Linked DNA regions of Gossypium hirsutum: region 1 is linked to region 2. The links are chromatin contacts, called in public Hi-C maps. All regions are on one chromosome and are shown on one strand. Each heading gives the region's core, a stretch centred on a gene start, on an enhancer-like site or on the middle of the called end of the contact. The rest is flanking DNA. Distances are from core to core; before and after follow the strand shown.

Region 1 (6,971 bases), core at 3,122-5,621, 120 kb after region 2:
CGAATCAAGTTCGATATTGTATACTCATATCCAAATCCAATTCGGCATCCTATATTCATAAACAATTCAAGATCGACAATTTATAACCATGTACAATTAAATTTTCAGCAAGGTAAAAACATTATATTTAATTTCAAAAACATTTTATTACTTACGAACTTACCTCGTATTCGGAGTTGGCAAATCGGATCGATTACTCTAAAACTTTCAACTTTCCTCGATCTAACTTCGATTTCTTTCTTTCTTGATATGCAATACCAAGAGTTGGCCGAATGTTGAAGCTTAAAAATGGCGAAGTTTCTTCCTTAGAATTTCGGCTAAAAGAAGATGAACAAATGAATTTTGTTTTGTTTTACCTATTTTAATTATTTAATTATTAAATTACTTATATAACCTTACTTAGTCACATTAATGATGTCCAAACTTGTCCATTATAAATTAATGGTCTATTTACAACTTAAGGACTCATACTCTAATGTTCTATAGCTATTAAATACCTTTATCTTATAGAACACAATTTTTATGCTTTATATGATTTAGTTCTTTTTACCGAATTAAACACTTAAATGATAAAATTTCTTTACGAAAATTTCACACTACTCTAATACCATGTTGTAAATATTAAAATAATATTAAAATAATTTTACGACCTCGAATTTGTGGTTCTGAAACCACAGTTTTGATTTAGCTAAAATCGGGCTGTTACATGCCTGTCAGAGAGGAATTGCAGACTTTGGTGGTCAGTTTTGATGTGAAAATGCCTGCCCACCAATTAGGGGTTTCATTTTTTAACAGCTAACAAGACTACTTACATCTCCTTATCATAGATGGACAAAGTTTGGTGTCTAATCCCTAGGCCCTTACTGAAACAAGCAATAGGTCTCCCCTTCTGTTGTAGTTCTGCTCCCAACCCCTAAGCGCAGGCATCAGTCTCAACATAAAACTCCTCTTTGAAATCTGGCAGAATCAGTACTGATGCTTGAGTTACTATTGTTTTGAGATGTTCAAAGGCTTCTTGTGCACTGCCAGACCACTGCTAGGGAACTTCTTTCTTTAACAAAGCTGTTAAGGGCTTGGCTAATACCCCATAATGTCTTATAAATCTTTTGGAGTATCCAGATAGGCCCAAGAATCCCCTCAAGTCCTTTACTGAAGTAAGTGTGAGCCAATTAAGAACCCCTTCAACCTTTGTTGGATATATAGAAACTGACCCTCTAGATATTATGTGCCCCAAAGACTCCACATGAGCATTACCAAATGTACACTTTCCCTTCTTAGCATACAATTGGTGATGCCTCAAAATGCTCAGAGCCTCCCTCAAATGTCTCAAATGTTCTGACCAGTTAGCATAATACACCAAAATGTCATAAAAAAAACTAACACAGATTTCCTCAACAAATGTTTTTAAATGCTATTCATTAGGGACTGAAAGCTGGAAGGTGCATTGGTCAAGCCAAATGGCATAACCAAAAACTCATAGTGACCTTCATGAGTCCTAAATGTTGTTTTATAGATGTCACCCTCCCACATTCTGATCTAATGATAACCAGATCTCAGGTCTAGCTTTGAAAAATAAACAGCTTGTCCCAATTGATAAGGAGTTCCTCAATCACTAGTATTAGAAATTTGTCTTTTATAATCAGTTGGTTAAGCTGTATATAATCCACACATAACCTCCAACTACCATTCTTTTTCTTCACCATAACAATTCGTGATGCAAAGGGACTGTTATTGTCCCTCACTATCCCAGGTTGTAGCATATCCCTGAGAAGCCTTTCTATTTCATTCTTTTGAACAATAGGATATTGATTCGATTTGATCTTGATCACTTAAGATTCATCTTGAAGAGGTATTATGTGATCTTGCATTCAAATAGGTGGTAATCCTATAAGAAGTTAAAACACATCAGCAAACTCAACTAAGAGCAACTCAATATCCTGGTGCAAGGGCTGACATGCCAAGGATAAGGCTGCTTGAGTTGTGGTGGCTAGTAACATAAGACTAGGACCTTGTCCTAACAGGCTAAAACACTTGGATAATTGAGTATCAGACAAAATTTGAAGACTAGCAGGAAGAATTCCTTGAAGGGTACAAGTCTGCCCCAAATGCTCAAACTACATGGTTAGAGAAGAAAATTTCCAAACAATGGACCCTAAGAATAGAAACCATTGAATACTAAGAAATAAATCACAAGGTAAAACCATAAATTAAGTGAATAATTTATACCATTGTGCTTCTCAGGCCACTGATCGATAAACCCTTTGAGTTGCTAGTTGCACACCATTAGCAACTATCACTTTGAGCTTGCATGTAAGATCTACTTGTAATTGTAGCTTTCTCACCAACCTAGAATCTAGAAAGTTGTGAGTACTACCAGAATCAACAAGAATAATAGCCTTCAGGTGACCAATCCAAGCTGACAACCTTATCGTATTATGACCTTGAAACTCTTTAGAAGAAGGACTGTTGAGCTCATCATTTTGCTCAATGGAAGCCTCAATCACCAGTTGATAAAGATGTGCTTCAATAGATTTATGCCCTGGTGTATATTTAGATGCACATAAAGAACATAACCCTTTTTTTCTTTTTTCATCCATTTCAAATTAGGAGATGGCCTTAATAGGTGTTTTGGAACTAATAACCGTGGAGTGATGACCTCTTGAGGTAAAGTAGTGCCCAGGGTTGTTGTATGCTTTCACAGGAGGAAACAAGGGCTTGGAGTAACTAGAGTTCCCCACTATAGGAGTATTTTTCTTAAGACCATTGCTTACAATATCCACATTTGCTGAGCAATCGTTAACCCTTCAACTAAGGTTGTAGGTTTAAATAACCTCAAATATTGTCTAATCTCAGATTTAAGATTGTGAACAAAAATGCTTAATGCATAACTTTCTGGTAAATGCAATTGGTTCAAGAGACTTACAAATTTATCATAATAGTGCTTGATTGTTTCAAAGCTACCAGCTCAGTCACGGGATCCAAAACCCTAGTGGAACTGAAACTTTTTTGTAGTTCCCGAGCGTTCAACTCCCAAGTAAAATGATGAAGACCTCCATGCCATTATGCAAAGAAATAATGCCAATCGAGGGCTCTGCCTTCCAGATCCAGCATTACCATTCGAACTTTAGCCTAATCTCCTACATTCTCAACCTCAAAAAGTTGTTCTAGTTTGGACCACCAACTTTGAAAATTCTTTCCATTAAAGTGAGGACATTGCAACTGAAACATTTTTCCCACAAAATCTACTATGCTGACTTGAGAATAAGTGCCCAAGTGCCCCACATCTACTACTGGTGACATAGTTAAACTGTCCTTAGGTGGAAACCTTAGTGGAGTTGTGCCCAGAAGTCCCTTGCCTCGATCTTGACCCATTCTATGAGCACTGGTAAATGATTGCCCAAAGTACTGCTCAAGGAATGAATGCAACTCAGACATGATTTCTCCTTTGATTTCACCTTTGAACTTGTCGCGAAATTCCTTGAACCGGGCATCCAGCTTGGCATCCAATTTGGCGTCCAGTTTGCTGTCAATATGAGAAAATTCATGTTGCAGCAGACCTATTTCCTTTTATAGGCGCGTAGTGATTCCATCGTTGGCCATGAGAATCGTGTTGGATCTAATACCTTTGATGAGGAAAGAATATTCGAAGCAGAAAAATAAAGAAAGAAAGAATAAATAAAGAGAAGGGAAGACAAGATTTCAGAGAGAAAATGTGATTTTTCATGACTGCCTCACCTATTTCTAATTGGTCCATAAAAAGGGTGAGCAACGGACATAAATTAACAATCTGGTAGTAATAGAAATAAGCTCAAAATGCACTGCTTAACTTGTACGACTACTACCTTAAACTCACTGTTTTAAATACTGATCTAATTCCCCCTTACACACAGTGTTTTCATTAAAATTCTAAAGTTCCAAATCGCAGCGTTTTGCTACATGTACACTCCAAATTATTTAGGATTTTTCTATATATTTTTACCACCTTTTGACTTAATAATTATATTAATCTTGAGTAATTGCTAATAAATTAAGCGATTTTGCTTAAATGTTAATAATGGACATGAAATTATAAAATATGCAAAATTGTACTTTATTACATGATTTTTGTGCATAAATTACATTATTTAATGTCATTTATTAATGTGTTGATTTTTTTCATGCAATAGGGCCATGGAGTTGATTCAATAAATTGATTATATTATAATGTGTATAGACATGAACTATTTTCTCATGTATTGGACGACAACAACCATGCAAAATTGGGTCATTTAATTATCCTCTTAACCCAATAAAAAAGGGTGATATATGTTGGATTAGTCTACAAGTTTACTGGGTCATGGAGCCGTCCAATTCAAGAGGAGAGAAGCCCAATTAAACAACCACACTTGGGTAGCCAAAAATAAACTTTGGGACAATTATTTAGAGGTCCTTACACTTGGAAGAATGTTTGAAATTGGCACACAAGTTTTGCTTGAGAAACTGTCCAACCCTAGCTAAATAGAGCATGATCTTGTGCTCAAATCAAGCAACTAAGTCACCCACATTTCTAGACATCATGGCTGGCTATAGGAGGGAGAGAATCAAGAGAGATGTGATGCTATTTTTAACAACATCAGCCACCAACTTCACCTATAAATACCACGCACCTTTCAGCTTTCAAATCATCCCTTAATCCATTCATTCATCAAGCATCTCTCATTCCTTCATTCTCTCATTTCCCTTCTTCATTTCCATTCCTAGCCACTCCATTTTCCTTTCCATTCTTTATCCAACAAAAGCCTTGTCAAGACCACCTCTTGGCCAGCCACCTTGAGAAACCTTTAGTAAAGGAGCAACGGGCGGATTGGAGAAGCACCTCAGTCAGAAAGATCCAAAAGGTTGTTGAATTGAATTAGAGTTTACTATTTCCTCCTTATTGTTTAATTTAAACTTGTTTGCTAAGTGTTTATTGATCTTGCAATCAACAATGATAGCTTAATTTTGTTTAGCTAGGATGATTTTGTTAAGTCAATAATATTCGTTTGATTCATGTTTAATGTGTTTGTGCCTCAGTCGATCATGTTTTCAATTAAAACCAAGATGTATTTCATTCATACATGATTGGATGCATTCAAATTAGCTGAGCAATCCTAACCAAACAACAACTAGTAAACGCATAATTGAAAAGTACAATGCTCAATTTAGATCATTAAACCCAATTAAATTAGAGGTTCATAATATCTTTAGTTAGCTCTATTATCTTGCATAGTTTTTAGGTTTATGTGATTTAACTATTTCAAACTTAATTGTCCTTGTTACTAGCATAAATACTAAGAAACCCTTAGTTTAATATGATCAGTAAAATGCATGTTTCATTAAGTAAAATATCCAAGAGGACTTAATTTGGTTTCCAAACTCATGAAAGATTGACTTGCCATGGACATTTTTTTGAACACTGTTAAGCATGATGAAAATGAATTAAATTGATTAATATGATTATCCTAGCCTACTCATGTTATTAATTGTTGAAATTGTGTTTTTGTTGCTAAAATCCATTCATACATTTAGATCATTTGCATTTATATTTAATTGCATAAGGATCATCTAACATCTAGATAATTTAATTTAATCACCCACCATTCAAAGTATCGTGTTTTTACCACCAAATTGTTAACTTAGAATTTTACAAATAATCGATTAACATATACAGTCCCTGTGAAAACGATCACTCGTTTTATTTACTTACTACTTGAACGACTATGTACACTTGCACAAAAATACTATTGCATTACAATACTGAAATTAATAGAATTACAAAAATAGCTAGCCTTTGTTACTAATTATTCCATATCATATTGAAAATTAGAAAAATGCACAGACAAAAATCCCAAGGCTTCACCCATTTCTAAAAGCAAATTTGAATTTAAAAAAGAAGAATTGAAGAGACCTTGACGGTGATCCTGATGCTCAGGCCATTTTTATAAAAGGGATTCAAATTTTTGAAGCAATACAAGAGTATTAATAATTCAACAATTTCAAATGAGTAGAAATTCGCTTTGGTAGAAGCTCAAAACTCTTTGAAATTAAAACAAGAAAATAAACTTCAATAGAAGTATAAACATGTTATTGAGTGATTAAATTTGCTTGGACTTGAAAAAATTCTTATATGATAGATTTAAAAGAATTCTATCTAAAAATATCATAGATGTTTGAAAATATCTTGTATGAGATTTAAAAATATCCTCAATATATGTTTGAATATATCTTGTAAGATCTGAAAATATCTATTAAAAAAATTTAAAAATATCTCAAGGCATATTTGAAAGCATCTTTGAGAGAGATTTTGAAAATATTTCAAGGGAGATATGAAAGTCTCCTTAAGAGAGGTTTTGAGAACATCTCAAGGATGATTTGAGAGCACCCTTGAGAGAGGGTTTTAAAAACATTTCAAGGGAGATCTCATAATATCTTTATGAGAAATTAAAAGTACAAAATTTGCTCAACTAAAAATTTCATTATTCCAAAATTTTTCTCTAGAAAAATTTGATAAAAGCATTTTCATGAGAATAAAAATTACTCACTATCTTGAAAATTTTACATGAAAAGTTTCATTAAAAAATTCCTCAAACAATTGAAGTTTACTAAAAACATTATATCAATATACCTCAGAAGATATCCCCTAAGCAAGTACAAAGCTTAATTCATTGTTAAGAAATTTCTTGTATGAATGAATTATTAATATGTATTGAATGTCATGCAAGTCATGAATGTCAAACCGTGCAATCAAATATAATGAATACCTTGAGTATTGTAAAGACCTAATTTTCAATGATATCGGAAAATACGATTTTGGAAATTTATTTCTATAAATCGAGTCTGAAAATATTAAATATTAATATTTACGCGTCTAATATATTGTTTCATCAAATTTTGGTTAAGAATTTTCGTTGGATTAATAGTTAATTAATGATTAGGAACTAAATTGTAAAATT
Region 2 (6,836 bases), core at 2,074-4,573:
ACTTTACCTGTATTCCAAACAAACAATATTAATCTAAGACAACAGAAAAAAAAACTGAAAGACATTAATCATTAGACATTAATCATTAGACACGAATCATTCAAGATTAATTACAAAAGTATCAAAATCATTTCATTCAGGTATATCACAATAGCCAGTTGCAACTCGTAATACATCTAAAGGTTGATTGTTTCAGCAAAACAACAAGCTACTGTGTCAAGTAGATGACCATTGAATTTACACACAAGACTGGAATAGCAACGGAAGACTACATAAAAATAATGATGTGTATTCTCTCGAGCATTTATTCCACAAAAATGTCAAGACAAGTTCACTGTGAAGTCCAGTTTATGTAACCCAAAGGTTTTATGAAACAAAATTTCTTGGTTTAAATTAAGCTTAGACTGTATCCTTAGGGTCCAGTGTAAGATCCTATCATCAGCAAAATTTGAAGTATACTGTTATTCTATAATGCCCCTATAATCTTAAGAATTCAGCGTACAGCCTCGTGTTGTACAATGGCATATCAATCTAAAGTTAATTGGAATGTACACATTCTTTATGTTGAGGAAATATAAGATAAAACCTAATATCGATGTAGAAATAGCATGAGAGTACCTCAAATTCCTTCCCTTCATAATAGAGATCTCCATGAGTTGTCAGCTTTGGCTTTGTCTGATATTTAAAGAATGCATCATGAAGAACCTAAAAACATAAGCCAGAACATCATTAGTACAAGAGCAAAACAATATAATTTCAGAAAGGAATGACAGGATTAGAAGTAACCTTTCATGACAGCTTAAAATGGATTGAAACAAAATTCAAACCTCCAAAAATAAAAGAAAGAATCAATGAACCAAGAAACCTGATAGTCGATATCCATTTTCCCCATCTTTGGCTGCATTCGCTCACGTTGCTTTTGCTTCAACTTCTTACTGTCCTCTTTTTCAATGTAAGCCTAAATGAGAAAAAGAGAAGTAGAAGAGACAAGTTGAGAACAAGAGTGAATCATTCAGTTAAAGAAAAAAGGTCATTATCCATTCAAAACGATTTATTACTTTATAGCAATAGATAGATTTTCCTGACATTAACTCCCAAGACATTACACAATTGCTATTATAATGAATTAAATTTACCTGTCTAATTTTTTCAATCCCTGTTGCAGCAATGAAGTCAGGAAGCTGAAAAGGTTGCTTCTCAATACCGCGCTTCCCCTACAGAGGATCCACAAGGTGATGAGTTACAGAAGTTAACAAACCCAAATAATAACAATTATTAACAATAACAGCTAGGAAGCTTCTGTATCCAACTCAGATCACTTAAAATAAATAAATCTTAGAAGGATCTAGCCCGAGCATTTAGCACAAATGGAAAGGCATCTGTAAATCCAAAACAGATTAATTAGCACCTTAACAATGAACAAATACCCCCCCCCACCATCTAGCATGCAAGTTATGCTACTACCAGAAGACCTTATTAAATAACTATATCCCAACCCAAAAAGCAGTCATAATATAAGAGAAATCAATCAAGAGTCCTTTCTGCAAAACACCTATAAGTCCAGGCTCCAGGGTTGTCTCAGCTGTTCCCCTGCAAGAAGCACATATATGCATATAAGAGAAGCCTTATCGACTTGATCTTCCCTCACCGTCTTCCTAGATCACTCACTAAAGATTATGCCTATGAACCATGAACACATATTTGACCCATATTAATCGTCATGGATGCAAGAATTACTAACCTGCAAATATTTCCTTTTCTGAGACCAGTGCCTTGGCACAGGAACAGTGTTTCGATATGCCTTCAAAAACACCAGCAACTTGGGATCAGCAGCAGTTGCATCCCAAACCTGACAAAATAATCATATCTATCATGAGCTATTGAGTTATAAAAACAGAAGTGAACATTATTCTCCATTTGAGTCGCAGTATTCCAACAGTATTGCATGACAAAATTCATAACAAAAGATTAGAAAAATAAGATCCCTTAATAGCCATGAAAAAAAAAAACTTCATTTCAAAAAATAAAAATAAAAAATTCATAGCAAATGTGCTCTGATTCAACATTGGAATATAAATTTGTTTTAACACTGGTTTAAAAATAAACAAGAGAGGAACAAGAAAAGAAGCAAACATCAAATAAACAGTAAGAGAAAACATACTTCTACAACATCAGGCCTTGAGCAAATCTGTTTTAACTCAGCAATTTTCATCCGCCTTTGCAGCTGTCAACAATATCAAAACAAGTATTTTCAGTTTCAGTCTCATCAAAATGAACTACATATAATAACACAAATAATCTCAGAAAATACAAGGAGAAACCAAAAACCTTCTTCTTCTTATTTGATAGGCCACCTTTCTCTTTCTGTGGATTATCCTGCTCCTCCTCTCCTGAATCAGAATCAGCCCCCTTCTTTGCATCAGCATCTTGAGTAGACTCGTCCTTCTTGTCAGTCTCCTGTAAAAATAGAATTACAAGTTTCTTTAGAGAATAACAAGGAAATTCGAAAATTAATTGATCATATAAAACTGAATTTCATTTTACCTCAGAACCAGCAGCTTCCCAGAAGCTGAATTTTTCAAAAACCTTCCTAAATTCCTCATCAATGCCATCATCTAACTCAGCTTTTTCAGGAACGTACTCTACCTGAACTTCTTCCATTACCTACAGTGTCAAACAAAAGAAAATGCTTAGTTTACTTATAAACAAATGCAATTTACATTATGTAAGATTAGAGTGAAATATGCTGAATTTAAGAAAACAATAATAACAAAATAGCCATAAGAAAATTTTCAAACTACAGTTAAACCCAAAAATAAAAACTCAATTCTATTCCATCTAAAGAAAATCGAAAATTCTTAAGTCACTATAGAACTTGTATTATGCACAAAGACATGCAAAAACCAGACGAAACAATCGATATTCACTAAAAACATAGAAATCTCAACACAAAAAAGAAAGGGGGGAACAGTTGGATACCTGCTGCTGATCGGAATTCTTCTTTCCATCTTCGGCAGCGTCGCTGTCACCGGCTTCGGAAACGGGACCGTCTGCGGCGTCATTTTCTTGGTGGGAGGTATTCTTACTCTTATTCTTCTTCTGCTTGCGCCTTCTACGACGTCGTTCGCTCTCGCGGGACTTCTTGGAGGCGACGAAAGGGTTAGAGATGGGGTTAGGGTTAGAGTTAGACTTATTCAGATCTCCGTTGTAAACGACGGAGCCGTTCTGGTTGGGGAGTATCTCAGCGGTCATCTCTCTTTGTTTAATCCAAGGAATGGATTGGCGAGGGTTTTTGATTTCGAGAGCGAGTGGGAAATGGGGAAGATGAAAGGGAGGCCTAAATATAGAGAGGGATGCCCACGTGTGGATATAATCGCACGTGACAAAAGCTGGGCCTTTAATAGTTACGGTTGGACGTGAGAGAAGTTGGGCTTTGAAGTTGTCGATTTTATTCCGCCTAATTTTTAATGGACCTTTGTATTTACCGAAATATAAGTTCCAGATTTTCCTAGGCCTGGTTGGGCCGCTACTTAAAAAAGAAAGAAATCAAACTCTTCAACAAACACTCCAATAATTTATATTTTATGAGTAATAGAGTTTTAACTTTTTTATCACTCTATATATCAACAGGAAATCGGAATTAAATTATAAATTTTTAAGAAATTTTATCATTTATTAATTTTTAATTTCATCATTTTTAAATGAATTTAATAAATTATTTTTTTTGGAGACCATAGTGTAATTTTATCATATATTAACTTAAATTTTCATTGTTCATAAAGGTACCATATTGCATTATTTTCATTTTGGGGGACCAAAGCCACTCTGCCTATCCCTTAAATCTGCCCTTAATTATAGATAAGTTTAAATGTAAACCATTGATATAATTTACTTTGTACTTTTGATGCAAGATGAGCTCAACTATAAATAAAGGCATTCCTTGAATCATTCATCACTTGAATTATCAATGCAATTGAAAAAAATTATTCAAAACTCTCTTGAATATTTTAGAATTCTCAACTTCGAGTAAATTTACTGTCTAACGCCACAAGGCTAGCTCAACTAAAGTCCAAGTTCATAACACAAGCACATTTCATTATCTATTAATTTTAATTTTTTATCTATAATATATATAAAGTACGAGTTTGGGAAACCCTTTTTTTTTCTCCAAATTGTTTGTTTCTTTCTGTTTTTGCCTAGCGGCGGTGTTAGCCTCCGGGCTAGTTATCGCCTGCCTTTTTCTCCTGCCTATCAACCCTCTTTTTCTTTCTTCTTACATTCATTCCATACATCTTCTCTCTTTTCAGTTTACAATTCTATTTTGTGGGTATCTTTGTTGTCTTTACAATTTGTGATGGATAGATGACAGTGCCTATAATAGTTGAACACCACCGACCACCGTCAATTTCTTTTAGAAAGTGGGTAGCTCTTCGTTGACTTCTTAATCTGTTTTTGTTTTGAGAGTTTCAGAATAATAAATGATTTCATGATTCGGTTTGAACTCGTGTTATCTTAAGTTTTATATATTTTTTGTTTTTTTTCCATTATTTAATAAGTCTTCACTTTTAGAAATTTTTGTCTACTCTTATAGTATGCTTTTTGGTATTGCTTATGCATGTAGTCTTACTTTTGCGAGTAATTTTAGGGTTGGTTTTGTCACCGTCCCCTTTAGTTTGGTGGATGTTCAATTCTTTTGTTGATTTATGCCCGCCGCTTTGGACCATCCGGGGTTGTTTCCTTATTGTATTAAGTGCTTGCAATCACTCCTGATATGTTGTGCTTGAGTTGTAATATAACCGATTATCAACGTGCCATAATGTTTTATTAATGCTGAAGCTGAAGTTTTTGTTGTGTTGATGGAGCTTGTCCTTTAACGCGTACAATGGGTGTTTGTTATTTTTTTCCTCGAATTGTATGGTCTTATTCATTGAATAAATTAATGAATTTCTCTTCAAAAAATTACAAATTTGGAAAAAATTTTGAATCAACAAAAATACCATTTATTTTATACTATATTAGAGAATTGACATTTAAAAATAATATTTGTATAAAATCATAATAATGAAATAAACTAAATTGACATTTACATAATAATTATTTAGATAAAATCTTAATAATAATTTATTTATGAATAATTAAACAAGCACTTTAGGAAGTTAAGGATTAATGTGATGATTAACGTCCCTATTAAAAAACAATAATAATTTAAGAAGTAAAATAACGCCTAATTATTATTGTGATAATTAACTTCTTAATTTTATCATAATATTAAATTAAAAATAATTAATAATTTAAATATAATAATATCTAACAACTCTTAATACACTTAAGAAAGTTTATTCATTCGATAACTTCATGATTTTATCCTAAATAAAAAAGAATTAAATAAATTAATTAGTGATTAAGCTACTCGAGCACAAATACTACCTTTTTAGATAAAATATGTCAATAATAAATTATAATTATTAATTTTGGGTTAATGAGGGATATATCTCAATTTTACAGAAAATTTAAAGTTTTAGGTCAGTATTTCGAAAATTGGTAAAATAAACCCTTTAGGGAGATAGAAGGCAAAATCGCCTCTTGCAAAGAGAGGTTTTATCCCAATTGAAACGTGTCTCCCACAACACGTTTTTAAAAATCGTGACCCTAACCCTAAACTCGAGAATTCCAGGATAAAATTTTTGAAATCCAAGAATTCTTGGGATAAAATTCACACATCTCATTTCATCTTTTCCGTGGCCAATAATAATGTTATCTTTAAAAACTTTTTCAAAAAGATGATTTTTGTTAGAAACATTTTTTTGACTTGTCATATCCAATCTTTTTCAATATTTTGAAATTATGTTTCATATTTGATGTTAGAGTTTCCTATAAAATGAAGACATTTTAAGGAGAGGTTTTCATAGTTAAATTTCAAGTAGATTGTTTTTATAAGGAGATTGCATAAGGAGAAAATTGTTGATGTTAAAAATCTAAAGTTCAAAAATTGACCCAACAAAGTAAATTAATTCAAGTAAGTGCCATTGTTCGAATTTGGATAATGAATACTTATTTTTCTATATAATGTTTTTGTTTTAAACATGTGAAACATGTTTTTTGGGCGAAAATGAGTAGATGAATTAGAGCTGCTATTCATTATGACGGTTAAATTTGTGACATCGATATTGGGATCATTTTTGTATCAGCTCAATTTACAAAATTAGCTTTCAACCGAAGCATAAAATTAAACGAGTTTCGGTTAAGAATTAGAAAGAAAGTGTTGGCTTCAAGCAAGAGGATACTTTCAAGCTTGAAATATAGATGTCTAATGTCACTGAAGCTTATTAGATATGATATATTTAAGCTCAAAGGCAACATGGATGTCGACATAATTCTCGATATACATTGCTCTAGTGGAAATGCTTTACTAGAGTTATACTTCCACTTTGTCGATGTTGAGGAAGGTGGTCCAAGTTCGACAATAGTTCCAGTAAATTTGTTTCAAGAACAGGAAGTAGAAAGTCCAACCACACGGTTGTACGGTGGTTTCATGGTGTTGTTACAAAGCTCCTATCAAGAAATGTCGTAATCATCAATGGGAAGGCATTCCTTGGTTTTAGCTCTCGATTTCAACTTTGGCATATATTCGGGGTTAGTTGGTAACCCAACTTGGAGACCTCAAATGCTTTTGATTTCACTTATATTCGGGGTTAGTTCCGAACGCTGATGTTCTATGCTGGAAACACTTATGTAGATATGATATTCACCGCTGCCAAACGTACGAACATTTGATTGAAAAATACTACCCCAAATATATATGAAATTAAAGCAGTGGTGTCTGCAAGTATACGGGT

Evidence for each region. Hi-C and Micro-C count contacts between places; a contact is called where the count stands out from the background.
Region 1: a Hi-C map of leaf shows a contact between it and region 2, with 2.5 times the contacts expected there. The contact joins the enhancer-like site here to the promoter of LOC107901670 in region 2. A contact is called at or near these places in 18 of 34 Hi-C or Micro-C datasets (anther, callus, fibers and 4 more).

Annotation. Positions count from the first base shown.
Region 1 is chrD06:44,699,645-44,706,615 of Gossypium_hirsutum_v2.1, forward strand. No RefSeq gene overlaps it. Among protein-coding and RNA genes, the nearest start is that of LOC107901668, 12 kb to the right of the region's middle. Within about 2 kb of position 4,372, at least 5 of the 9 cell types and tissues checked have an H3K27ac peak or open chromatin away from gene starts, as enhancers often do. A contact at or near this core is called in leaf, where this site is marked.
Region 2 is chrD06:44,584,929-44,591,764 of Gossypium_hirsutum_v2.1, forward strand. LOC107901670 (splicing factor 3B subunit 2) reads right to left here and starts at 3,324. Exons shown (of 18, transcript XM_016827758.2): 1 at 2,980-3,324; 2 at 2,545-2,664; 3 at 2,329-2,457; 4 at 2,162-2,224; 5 at 1,742-1,849; 6 at 1,137-1,214; 7 at 866-958; 8 at 619-705; 9 at 1-7. The coding sequence starts at 3,252.